Regions from separate parts of the Sus scrofa genome. Here region 1 is linked to region 2. A link is a contact called in public HiChIP or PLAC-seq data. All regions are on one chromosome and are shown on one strand. The core of a region is the stretch at or near the end of the contact, and the rest is flanking DNA. Distances in the headings are between cores, read along the strand shown. Region 1 overlaps MAML2 (mastermind-like protein 2). Region 2 overlaps CEP57 (centrosomal protein of 57 kDa).

The links. HiChIP or PLAC-seq counts read pairs in DNA pulled down with a chosen protein or histone mark.
Region 1: a contact with region 2 is called in an H3K27ac HiChIP or PLAC-seq map of alveolar macrophages. The contact joins two enhancer-like sites. A contact is called at or near these places in 1 of 5 promoter capture datasets (fetal liver) and 1 of 2 datasets of contacts at active chromatin or transcription factors (alveolar macrophages).

What each region holds. Positions count from the first base shown.
Region 1 is chr9:28,360,205-28,366,592 of Sscrofa11.1, forward strand. The region is part of intron 1 of MAML2 (mastermind-like protein 2); the gene reads right to left. Among named protein-coding and RNA genes, the nearest start is that of MAML2, 9.6 kb to the right of the region's middle. Within about 2 kb of position 4,772, at least 23 of the 83 cell types and tissues checked have an H3K27ac peak or open chromatin away from gene starts, as enhancers often do. A contact at or near this core is called in alveolar macrophages, where this site is marked.
Region 2 is chr9:27,838,225-27,845,191 of Sscrofa11.1, forward strand. CEP57 (centrosomal protein of 57 kDa) reads left to right here. Exons shown (of 12, transcript XM_021062690.1): 6 at 2,721-2,837; 7 at 3,438-3,515. Among named protein-coding and RNA genes, the nearest start is that of FAM76B, 28 kb to the left of the region's middle. Within about 2 kb of position 4,742, at least 1 of the 83 cell types and tissues checked has an H3K27ac peak or open chromatin away from gene starts, as enhancers often do. A contact at or near this core is called in alveolar macrophages, where this site is marked.

The sequences.
Region 1 (6,388 bases), core at 3,522-6,021, 520 kb after region 2:
ACTTACCCTTAACAGATTTTAAGTCTAAGAGAGCTTCTTAAAGCCCATCCTCAGAAGTAGCACAACACCATTTCTGTCACAGACTCTTGGTTAAAACAAGTCACAGGACTCTTCAAGGTTCAAGGGGAGAAAGAGCATCCATTTTTCAATTCGAGGAGTAGTAAAGTCACATTGCAAAGGGGCAAGTGGGCTTGACAGAATCATGGTGATCATTTAAAAAACAACTTACCCTAGGCTCTAAACTCCACGTTCCTTCTGCGATCAAGATTTAAAATAGAACATATATGTATGACTGAGTCGATTTGCTGTACAGCAGAAATTGACACATTGTAAACCAACTATACTCTCGTATTTTTTTTTAAAAAAAAAACTTTAAAATAAGTCCTGCATTGCCCTTAACTGTTCTTTTCATAGATTAATTGAAAAGACTACGTTTTATAACCTGGGATTGGTGTCAGAAAACTTGGGTTCTAGTTCTACCTCTACTGCTATGGGAACTCAAAATATTTTCTTTTAAATGGGCTTTAATATTTCTTCACCTATGAGAAAGGGGTTTGGTCTGTTTTCTCCCTAAGGGCTCATAAGATGTACAAATTGATAGAATAATGTCTATTTTTAGATCAATACCAACTAGCTCTCTTGGGGATGGGCAGGATGGAGAGGTGAGAGGGCTAAATGAGATGGCTATTTTGCCTACTACTCCCTTTCATTGCCTTGGGTTCAAAATTTGGGATGCCGTGAGCCAAGGAAACTCATTCCCGTGGGCAGCTGAAATCCTCTATCATCTGGGTGCTGCTCTGACCATTTCCACGTATTATATGCCAAGCCAAGCTGGCCTGGGTCCTCCCACACTCTACTGAGTACGAGAGTACAAGTCCTTGCTTTAAGGGACCTGGTTAGAAAAGGCAATTCCCATGCAACACACACCCATGCCAGGGAAGCAAAAAGCAGAGGTAAGGAGGCTCCCGAGCTGGTCTCTTCCTGAGGGAGCTCAGATCTCTCTCAGAAAGATATAGTTGCCTGGTCTATGGAAGATCAGGTTCCCAAGGAGAAAACTAATGTTTAATTTAGCACAAAGACAGCTCAGAATCTCTCTCCCGGGGACTAAGCCTGCAAACAGATCCACATGCAAAGAATATAAGTGAGAAAAGGAAGCTCTCTTTGGGGCAATGGCTACAGGACTTGGGTGCAAACTTTTCTGAACTATAGCCTCTGCCCGGGGTTTCTGTCAGGAGGACCGCTGCTCTTTCGTGTTTACGCAGGTGTCTGTACTTTGCTCTTTTTCCACACTTCTCTGAGACAACCAAAGGGGATCATACCAGCAGCACATACTTTTTGCTGTCTGAAATTACATGGTGCAGTGTGGCCATTAAATGTGCAAGCCTTAGCAGTTTAGCACGTATTGGCCCACTTAGGTGGACAACAGCAACATCAAAAAATTAGTTTCTCAGCTGCTTAGCCAGAGAATGTTTTCAGTTTTACATAATTTAGACTCCAGAGACTTCCAGAAATGAGCAGTGTACACTGAAGTATGGCGATTGTCATTCCAAAGACACAGTACAGTACACATTGTATTCAATTAAGCCTCTTCTTTGCACCCCGGTTACCATGACTCTAAGAGATTATACTGTGTATTCAACAAACCCCTGGTAAGTTATTAGCTGCTGAAGCAAACTTTTGCCTTAAGTACATTTTCTGGGAAAAAGAAAGAAAGAAAGAAAAAGACATGTAATTAAACTTTCTGTTCAAATCCTTCAGAGCTACCTGAAAAGAAGCCTGTTGCACGGTGAGAAATTCAAGGAGTTGGGCTTCACATGGATGAGAGTTATTAACGTGCTGGAAAAACTCACATTTTTGACAAAAGAGAACTTTTAAAACAATGATGTTAATGATTCCATGTTAATGAACCTGCCATGACTCAGGAAGCAAAAACACAGTTAAAAACGATATAAAGTGAAACAAGCCCAACACAAGTTTGAGCCTACCTTTCTTAATGTTTTCCTTCAAGGGGAGGAAGGAGGTGACAGTTTAAATGATGGGGAATAAAGAAACTAACAAAAAAGTTTTGACTACATTCTTTGTTTTGAGTTAGGAGCTATCTATCTGTCCTGGTCCAAACATCATCCTCCAAGAATAAGACTATTCTCCTTCTGATTCCGTCACTTCTTAGTAGAAACATGGTGCTTTTGAGGAAGAATTATTATCACAGAAACTTGCTTTCATGTTTCTTATGGAAAGTCTGACTTGAGGAGGTACTGAGCAAAAAAGAGACTCCAAGCTAAGAACCACATCAAGGCTTAAAATTTTCAACATGCTCTGGGTCAGGGTTGGGAAGAGGGCAAATTCGTGTCACCTGCAGCAAGTGAAGGGACTCCCGGGCAACTCCAGCTAGGGACCTGGCTTTCAAAAGCATACCTTTCAGTCTCCTCAGCAGGGAAAGGCTAACTCTTTGTGACTCTGGGACCAGATTCACTTAAGAGTTATTTATCAGTCTGAGTTTACAGTTCAGTTGAATTGGTAAATTTGGGCTATTCAGTTCTAATTATTCCAAATTCTCAATATAAGTATGTCTACTGAAATTTCTCCTGAAGTCTAAATTTCTCATTTCCCCAGACAGCCCACACCTTACACTCCCCAGGCGACTAAATGGAAACCCAGCCTCTATACTAGAAGTAAGGAGTCAAATAAACACTCACCCTAGAAACATTCTAGATTAAGATTCCTAGAATCCCAGGAAGGGAACAGCTATTAATTGATCTTGTTGTGAAGAAGGATACTATTTACTCTGCTGCAGAGAAATCTAAATCTATTCCAAATGGCATCTCCAAAACAAACTATTTAGGGAAACTGGAAAACATAGTATACGTCACTAACCATTTTAAATAAATATTTAAAGAGAAAAGCTAAGGCTCTTCCACAAAATATGCCTGACACCCTCCGGAGACAGAATCTTGAGCTGGAAAAACCATGACTCTGACTTGGGTATGTCACTTCTCACACTAATAATGACAGCTAGAATTTACTGAGCCTCTGCTAGGTGCCAGGAAGTTACCTCATTTACTCAACAACCCGAGGCATTCAGTTGTATCACTATCATTCCATTTTTCAGGTAAGGAAACTGAGGTTGAAGAGTTTAATTAACTTAACCAAGAAGATACAGTAGTAAGTGGTAGAGCTGTGATTTGAAACTGAGGAATCTCACATAGGCTCTTAAGTGGGACACTGCCTTGCCTCTTAGGCAAACTTTCACACCTCTCTTTCCAACTGCACCCCCACCCCTCTCAGACTGTAAATTCTAAGAAGGGAAAAGGCTATGTCAAATGGCTTGTCATGGATACATTCATTCTCATGGCATAGAATAGCTGCACAATGATTTTGTTTATTGAATTAAGGGATAATTTTCCCAAACTCTAAAAAGCACCCATGTCCACAATCTTGATATGAAATTTCAGAACCTGGAGTTTCCATCGTGGCTCAGCGGTTAACAAACCCGACTAGCATCCATGAGGTTTCAGGTTCGATCCCTGGCCTTGCTCAGTGGGTTAAGGATCTGGCGTTGCCATGAGCTGTGGTGTAGGTCGCAGATGTGGCTCAGATCCCGAGTTGCTGTGGCTGTGGTGTAGGCCTGCGGCTACAGCTCTGATTGGACCCCTATCCTGGGAACCTCCATATGCCACAGGTGCAGCCCTAAAAAGACAAAAGACAAAAAAGAAATTTCAGAACCTTTGCTAAAACCGTGAAGACTCAAGGAGAGCGCAGTGCATGTAAAATACTATTATTTGCCCATTTCATAGCCATTCCTTTGGCAATTGGTTGTGGCAGGGCCCGACGACTCTCTAGCCTTCCTTAAGCCTGATGGAGAATACGTAAACTCTCTCCAGAGAAACAGAACAGCTCTAATGCTTTCATACCTGTCCCTTAGATATATGTAGCAAAGGGTTGGAGCTGGCAGCCATAGGTGAAGAGTCCACTAGCCACAGTCAGTATCCCAGCATCCTGCCTGGAATCAGGGAGGGAAGGAGTTGTTGGCCTTTCCCCTCAGCCATTTACTCCATGGGGAGCTTTTCCTGCGCCCTGTGAACATGGACCAAGTCAGGGAAACTGGTATCTGACTGACCTTGGGGCAAGTAAAAGATCTGTAATACACCTGCAATTAAAGAGCCAAGGAGAAAGTCAATAAATCTCAAAGACCATCTGGAATCACAGCTTCTCATAAATTTCTGCTCACCATTTTTTGTTTTTCATGAAAAGACCCTTTCCGAGGTAGTAAACAAGCAAACTCATTTGTTGGGAAGATCAATTTACACATCGAGAGAATACCCTTTTACCCACGGGGCAATTCTGATTTGCACTGGAAGGCCCAGCCAGCCGAGAGGAGAGGTATGTAGTCAGTTCTGCTTCTTTTAGTTTCTCTTCTGTGTTGAGCTAGCGTGCTTTTAAAACCATCTCCTTTCGATGCCAAAGGCCATGTCATGCTGTATATAACTCACAGTGAATGGGAGAAGTGTGTAAATAGCGAGGCATTAAGCAGCTCAAGGGACTTGAGGATAGGTAATACAGAACACTTAGGCAGTGCGCAATGAGAAGAGGCTGCTGGAGGGAAATGTAATACTTGTCTTCAAGTATATGAAGGATTATTATTGCTTCATAGACGCTGACTCCTCTGAGCCTTCTCTGCTCTACCATTTCCCAGGGCTTCAGATATAGTCCTGTCAAAGCTCCAGACCCTCCAGGAAGTCGATCAACCTCACCTGGGCCCCTCATTGCTCACACCCAAGCACAGTGTCAGCCAGGCTCCGTCCCCCAAAACCCAAGGTTCACCGACACCTGGACTCAGCTACCCCAGTCCGATTTCCACATTCTCTCCCCTCCTTCAGGCCTGCAGGTGACCTACATTCTCCAGAAAGCACTGCCTGGCCTGGGTTTGACTCTTTCTTACCAACTATTAACAGCACTCAAGTTTTGAGCACCTACTAGGTGTCAGCCCCGCGGCTGACTGTTTGGTTAAAGAATATTAACTTTATTTTACAGATGAAGACACTGATGCCTCCAAAGAAAACGATTAGTTCCCCAAGCTCATACAGCTAGTAGGTGTGAAGTAGGGGTCAAACACGGGTCAAACTGGGAAGTCTACGCATGAAATTCTTCCATTTACTAAATCGCTAAACCTCAGTTTCCTTATTTGGAAAATAGCCAAATGTTGCTTACTCATCTTTTTTTCTCCTCCCTCTAAGCATTACCTAAAATAAATAATAAACTTGTCTTGACATTCTCAGGCTCAATAAATATTTATTCCTCTCTCCCTCTGATTTTCTCTATCAGTTTTGGTCCAGTCTACCTCGTTAGCACTCTTGCTGTTACTATATCAACGTGGTCTCGACTTGCCAACTAGACGATAAGAAAGGGCTATGTCTCTAGCTGTGTTTATCTCTATTTTCCCACAGAACCTGTTAAAAGTGTGGGAAAGTTATCATGAAAATGCAGAAAAAAGGATTCAGAATTATTTTCATTAAACATGATCCTGCCTACAACCATATAAAAGAGCCTGAATTAATAAAGCTCAAGGAAGCAGTAGAATCCACTCAGAATGGTTTAGCTGCCATGCATAGCAGACTTGCATAGGGGTTTTTTTGTTTGTTTGTTTTGTTTTTTTTTTTCAAATTTCCTTCTAGGCTTTTTGAAATTAAATAGCAGTGCTAAAAACAAACACACACAACAAAAACAGGTAATCAGGGCTACTCCTTCAGTCCCATTTAATTGTTACGTCTAAGAACATTTGAAAACCCATGTTTGTCTTGGTACTTAACAAAAGGTTTACCGGCACAAGGGAGCCACAGGGTATTAAAAACTTTAAGGTTTAGAAAAATTTGATAAACACCACCTAGCAATGATATTATTTCAAAGAAAGCAGACACCATCTATAAACAAGCATTTGCCCCAAACAAGCAAGACATCTTAGATGACGTAATAACATTGCTTTGCCGTCAAAACAAGCTTTCTGTCCATTTTTGATAAAGGATTGTACCAACTTCTCTCTCCACTTGAACTCTTTTGCCTTTGTGAGATCTTATAATTATATTTACTGGAAAGAAGCAGTAGAATGGTCCTGTGTAGATAAGAACTCTCCCTTTATTACTTTGTTCTGGAAAACAGAACAAAAATAGGTCAGTTCTTAAGAAAATGATGGCTGCATATATAAATAATGTAAACACTCCTATCACTATCTCAGGGAGGATATTTATCACACAGACAGCTTCAGACACTCAGATCTGACCAATGAATTGTTTCTGTTCTCAGCCACCCCCACCACACCCCCCGTTCAGCCCTCAAATTTTGAATTGTCAATTGGAAACTTGATTATTATCAGTTAAAAATAACCAGGGAACTC
Region 2 (6,967 bases), core at 3,492-5,991:
ATACATTATTAAAAGTGTAAATAAGCATGTTATGTACCTCTCTACCCCTTGAGTTTGTTAGACTCAGCACATTTCAGGGTGATTCATACTTTGAAAAAACTCTCTACAATTGTTATTTTAACAAAAATATTTTGCTGTTTTCACACCAGAGGTATTTTTATTTAACCTGCAATATCAGTCTCAAATATATTTTTAAAAGCATATCTCCTTTTCCTATTAGGAACCTAGAATTTGAATTCCTTATGAATATCCCAGTTTCTAGCCATCTTAACTTTATGATGCAAAAGTTGACTGTTTATATGCTTAACATTTCGCTGGATACCATGCAGTATGAAAGAAATTAAATGCTTTCCACCTCAGTCAACTTTGCATCATAGCTGGAGATGTTAGACCTAAAAGAACAGTGTGAATGATAGCACAAGAACATTTTAAGTAGATATTTCAATAATTAATTCTCATGTGTGCTACAGGTCTCTACTATGCCACTGAATTTATTTGTGATCATATTTTTTTGTTTCCAGTTGGGTCCTCTTCAGCCCATCTATTTTTGTTGTTATTTTAATGTACCATTAAACTTTGGTTTTTATTTCCTCCTTTTATCTCTTTGAACACTATAAAAATTCCCAGTCTTGGAGTTCCCCAGTGGCCCAGCAGTTAAGGATGCAGCATTGTTACTGCTATGGCTTGTTGTCACTGCTGAGGCTCAGGTTTGATCCCTGGCTCAGGAACTTCCTCGTGCCATGAATGCAGGGCCTCCCCCCACCCAAAAGAAATCCCAGTCGTCTTTAAATTAACTGATTTTTCTTATGAGAACTGTATATGTATGTTTACATATTTTTTATGATGAGCCCATATTCTTTGGAATTATTTATATTGGGAATTCCATTCTTCTAAGTTGAGTAGGCAGCCTTATAAAGTGATGGTAGATTTGCCTTTGCTGAGGATTTCTGGGTTTCCCTGCTTCTGATCTGCATTTATGATGCCTTTTGGCTTGAGATTCATGAATTGGGCAGATGGTACCTTGTGTGAGATTTATGTCATAGTCCTGGTATGCCTTATACAGCAAGGCTAGTTTTGCCTCATCTAGTATTTGGCTTCAGTATTTGTTCAGTTGCTTTTGAATTCTTTATTTATTTATTTTTTGTCTTTTTGAGGGCCATACCCGTGGCACATGGAGGTTCCCAGGCTTAGGGGTCCAATCAGAGCTGTAGCCGCCAGCCTACACCACAGCCACACCAGAACTAAGCCACGTCTGCGACCAACACCACAGCTCACAGCAACACCGGATCCTGAACCCACTGAGCAAGGCCAGGAATCGAACCCGCAACCTCATGGTTCCTAGTCTGATTCGTTTCTGCTGCACCATGAGGGGAACTTTATCTTTTTTCATCTGCAGGTTTCCCTTTCTTGTCTTCAGATTTCCTGTGTAATTATTATTTCTGTGTTTTGTCTAATATTTTATGTGATGGGATGGGAAAGCAGATGGTCAGCTCAGTCTGCCACATGATTGGAAATGGTAAAACATGATGTACAGTAATATAGCAGCTGTCTTCATGGGGATACTCCAGTTCTCAAGTTAGAAAGCATCCATGAGACAACAGTGAGATGTCTTGACTAACACATCTATTAAACATATATATGTCTTTGAACTAAGCCCTGTTTTCATCATTCTATTTTGAATAGCCTGTTTAATAAGAATACTGAAAGTAAAATATGATTTTTGCCAATTTTTAGCTTAATGTATTATTTTAAGGGCCGTATCTATCTACTAAGGTGATAGGGAATTAATAGTTCACATAAATTCCTGAGAAATTTATTGCTTTATATTACTTGTCATATTCAGATTTCTGTTAGTAGGATACCACTTGCTATAGACTTGCTGTATATGAGCTCACATGCTTAGTGTTTTGGCTTTTTACCAGTAGACCCCAATTTCACATATTTCCTCTTCTTATCCTAGTTTAATGGTATATTCTGTGACTATCAGTCCTTAAATCTGATAGGTTCCAGTCTTTTCAAATCATTGACTAAACCTAAAAAAAAATATGGTGGATGCTTTGCATAGAATTCAGAGGAAGGGGAATTCTTGTCGTGGCACAGTAGGTAACAAATCCAATTAGGAACCATGAGGTTGCGGGTTCAATCCCTGCCCTTGCTCAGTGGGTTACGATCTGGCGTTGCCGTGAGCTGTGGTGTAGGTCGCAAACGCGGCTCAGATCCCGCATTGCTATGGCTCTGGCGTAGGCCAACGGCTATGGCTCCAATTGGACCCCTAGCCTGGGAACCTCCATATGCTGTGGGAGCGGCCCAAGAAATGACAAAAAAAAAAAAAAAAAAAAAGAATTCAAAGAAAGTGTAAATGATAGATACTAGAACTGTAATTATTGCCTTAAGAGGTTAACTAATTAAGAGAACCAGACTACTTTTAAGTATTTGTGTGTAGCCTGCATATCTAGTAAATGCCCGCTGTCACAGAGCATCATGAGTCTCACTGCAAGAAACCAAATGTTATGAGAGGAATATCATAAGAATGGGATTGATTGCACTTGTATTTATTGGTGTTCCTGTGGTTTCATCTTAGTATTGTTTTCTTAGAATTCCTTTGTAGTATCTGAGTGATTCTATGAAAGGCCAGACAAATAGTGTACAGCATCGTACTCTCAGTGTTGGTTTTTCAGTTTTTTGTCAAATCATCATGCTGAATTTATATTGCTTCCTAGGTTTCCCTAGAAAGAGAACGGCAACATGATCAAACACATGTTCAAAACCAGCTTGAAAAATTGGATCTTCTTGAACAGGAGTATAACAAGCTTACCACAATGCAAGCCCTTGCAGAAGTCAGTGAAAATCTCTTGTACTCATCAGTGCATAATTTAGTTCTTTTGTAAAATCACTCATTGTATAATACTGGATATTTTATAGGGCAAAGAGCAACTTTGTAGCAAAGAAACATGTAGGATTTTTTAAAAAGAGGAAATGTTCATATTTTACAATCTTAATGTACATAAGGAAGGGGTTCTTTTTGAAAATGTTGACAGATTATGTCAACATTTGACAGAAAATGTTGTTGAAAATGTTTTTGAGTACCCTTAAGGCTTCTGTTCAAGTTATTCTCTGTACTAATTTTAGTTTTAGTTGAGCCATTTGAGAAGTACTTAATACCACTGAGACTATAAATTTCCAGATTCAGCTTCCATGTAGCCTGTATTCAGTCATAAAGAGCCGTGTTCTTTGGTCATAGATTTTACCCATAATTCTGTTGAATCACACTGGAGAGCCGTGGATGCTGGCAAGCCCAGAGCCATTACTAGAGTGAACTCACAGCATATAATTACTATGCTAAAACTTTATAACACATTTCTGTGTCTTATAGTAAAATTTTACAAGTAGACACTGAAACTGTTTTCACTCATCACTTTTAATATTTTTATCCCTAGAAAAAAATGCAAGAGTTAGAAGCCAAACTCCGCGAAGAAGAACAGGAAAGGAAACGTATGCAAGCGAAGGCAGCCCAGGTAAGTTAAAATGTGAGCAGGTAGGCTCCTTACATTTCATATTACTCTTTATATATAAATAGATACGTGTGGGCTGCTTCAATTATTTATATTTTGGAATGGTCCTATATGTAAATTTGCAGACCCTGCTTAATATGGAAAATTATAACATTTTTACAGACAACAAGTAAAAGATGAGCAGTTCTTTAGGGTTTTTCAAATTGTGGGCTTCCAATCAGCATTTTTTTGTCTTTTTTTTTTTTTTTTTTTTTTTTTGTCTTTTTTGCCTTTTCCAGGGCCGCACCTGCGGCATATGGAGGTTTCCAGGCTAGGGGTTTAATCAGAGCTGTAGCTGCCAGCCTGCGCCACAGCCACAGCAATGCAGGATCCAAGCCTCGTCTGCAACCTACACCGTAGCTCACAGCAATGCCAGAACCTTAACCCACTGAGCAAGGGCAGGGATCGAACCTGCAACCTCATGGTTCCTAGTCGGATTCATTAACCACTGAGCCACAACGGGAATTCCACCAATCAGCATTTTTTAAAAAACTAATACACTTAAAAATATCAGAGACTGTATACATAGTATAATAGATAATCATGTAAAACTCGTTTTAGTTACTATCAGAAATGTTTGAAAGCTTCATTCAGAATCCTACTTATGGGAGTTCCCGTTGTGGCGCAGTGGTTAACGAATCCAACTAGGAACCATGAGGTTGCGGGTTCGGTCCCTGCCCTTGCTCAGTGGGTTAGCGATCTGGCGTTGCCGTGAGCTGTGGTGTAGGTTGCAGACTCGGCTCGGATCCCGCGTTGCTGTGGCTCTGGTGTAGGCCAGTGGCTACAGCTCCGATTCGACCCCTAGCCTGGGAACCTCCATATGCCGTGGGAGCAGCCCAAGAAATAGCAACAACAACAACAACAACAAAAAAAACAAAAAAAAAAAAAAAAAAAAGAATCCTACTTATGGAGTTCCCATTGTGGCTCAGATGGTTAAGAACCCAATGTAGTCTCTGTGAGAATGCTGATTTGCTGGCTTCCTTCAGTGGGTTAAGGATCCAGTGTTGCTACAAGCTCTGGCATAGGTCACAGATGCGGCTCAGATCTGGTGTTGCTGTGGCTGTGGTATAGGCTGGCAGCTGTAGCTCTGATTTAGTCCCTAGCCTGGGAACTTCCATATGCCATAGGTGCAGCCATAAAAAGAAGAAAAAAAATCTTACTTGTAAGTGCTTCCCTTTTTTTTGGTAGCCTTGAGACACCGGAAGTTGAGATGGTATGCTGCCCAATAGGCTGTGGCCCATGCTAATTCACAAAGGCTACCATGTAAGGAAAATGAGCTCTGCTCGTTCCTAGCCTTGAATTTGATCCCTGGCCATGGCTATCAGGTAGAAGAGTGAGGCAGTGCGAATTCAGAAACATTGAGTTTCTGTGACCAACCAGAACTGCATTTCTAGAAGATAAAGCAACATTTCCATACCCAGCAAATCTTATGCACTAAATAAAATACTTCCATTTATAATGAAGACTCTTCCTATATGAGCTTATTTATTCAAATAACTCTCATGTATTTCCCTCCCCTTTCCAAAGCTTTTAAGTTTTATAACATTTACTACGTATATCTTTTCTCATAATGTAACACAGGAAGCAGGTCCCAATTCCACAACAGTTAGGAGCCTGCAGTTCTGGCTGTGGCCAGATGCCGGCAGTGTCCTGGGCTCACTTCCTAAATGTGCTCACAGGACTGCAGACCTCTGTTACCTCATCCTTGTCATCTTGTCTGTTTCTTCCAGTGCTTCCCAGAGTTCATTGAAACCTGATAGATTTTCGTTCTCAAATATTTACCTCTTGACCAATTCGTATGTATTTTTTACCTTCCTATGCTGAGTTACAGAGTCATGTGGCTTTATTTTGGACCACCAGCAAATTTTGAAATGACTTAATTTCTTTCCCCATTCCACTTTGGGGTAGGCAGGCCACTTTGCTGTGTCTCCGTTTCTTCCTATAACATACAAACTTTCATGTTATGCTTTATATGTGTTGTGAGGGCGAGTTCTATCATCCATGAAATACAGAATTAAACAAGTTCATTATTTTATAAAGTAAAAAGAAAATTATTTTATGGTATTTTTGTTTTGTATTTAGCAGAAAAAAAGTTGTTACTCATGATGTAATATCAGTGGTTTTCAGGTTCCACTAGTGAACACTACTACAGTGGGAAAGCAGCGGCCAGGGTGATAATGTGGACCCAAATCTAGCTAACCCTCATTTGTGTAGTCTCAGGCAAGGTATTTAACCATTAGAGCTTGGGATTTACCACTGATAAAGTGGTCTTCATTTTATATCTTCATAATGTTGGAGAGCTCAAACAGAAAAGATGAGGGAAGCACTTTAAAATGTTAAAATTCAGGAGTTCCCCTTGTGGCTCAGCAGTAACAAACCCAACTAGTATCCATGAGGATGCAGGTTCGATCCCTGACCTCGCTCAGTGGGTTAAGGATCTGACATTGCCGTGTGCTGTGGTGTAGGTTGCAGACATGGCTCGGATCCCGTGTTGCTCTGGCTGTGGAATAGGCCAACAGCTGTACTCCCATTCGACCCCTAGCCTGAGAACTTTCATGTGCTGCAGGTACAGCCCTAAAATGCAAAAAAAATAAAAATGTTAAAACTCTGCTGCATAAACATATGATGAGTACTGGGAAGAACTTAGAAAATTGAAATTGTTCAAATTTTTTTGTTTTGTATACTATTGAAACTCACTGACTTCATAGGTTTTTATGGAATCATAACTATTCAGTTTACTATGTATAAAACGTTAGATGTGTGGGAATGTAGATGCTCCTGAGAGTAGAAATCCCTGTGTTGCTTTTGTCTCTGAATAGATTCTATCCCAGTCATTGGGGGAAGCATTAGTAATGATCTCAGTATTTCTCTTAACTAATCCATTGGTTCTGAGTGTTTGAGCTCCATCATAATTTCCTGACGAACTTTAAAATAATTTTAAAATAAAGATTTCTCCAACCTGAAATGTTTAAAATCATGAAGTCGGGAGAGGCAACTGACGATATGAATTTTTCCTCATCTACTCCAGACAATTGTGATACATAGGCAGATTTGAAAACTACTATGCTAGACAAATACACACACACACACACACACACACATACATATATGTACGTATGTATGTAATTATATTTTTTAAAGGAAGTTGAAACCAGCACTCCTTGTTTGAAATCCTTAGTAATTGTGGAATTTCTACCATAGTAAACTAATGTAGTTACTATGCTTCTAGAGAAAAGGGCTTAAAACACCTTCTGACATACCTTCCAGTTCTTCTGGACATAGATTTCCAGTTTCTTTTTCTTGTATTGTTAAATGTATGAGTTTTTAAAAGAGGAAATGTATTTTGCTCTCCAGCTGCTTTGTGTCTAGCACTGTTGTATATGCCATGCGTGAAGAAAACATTGATCCATTGGTTT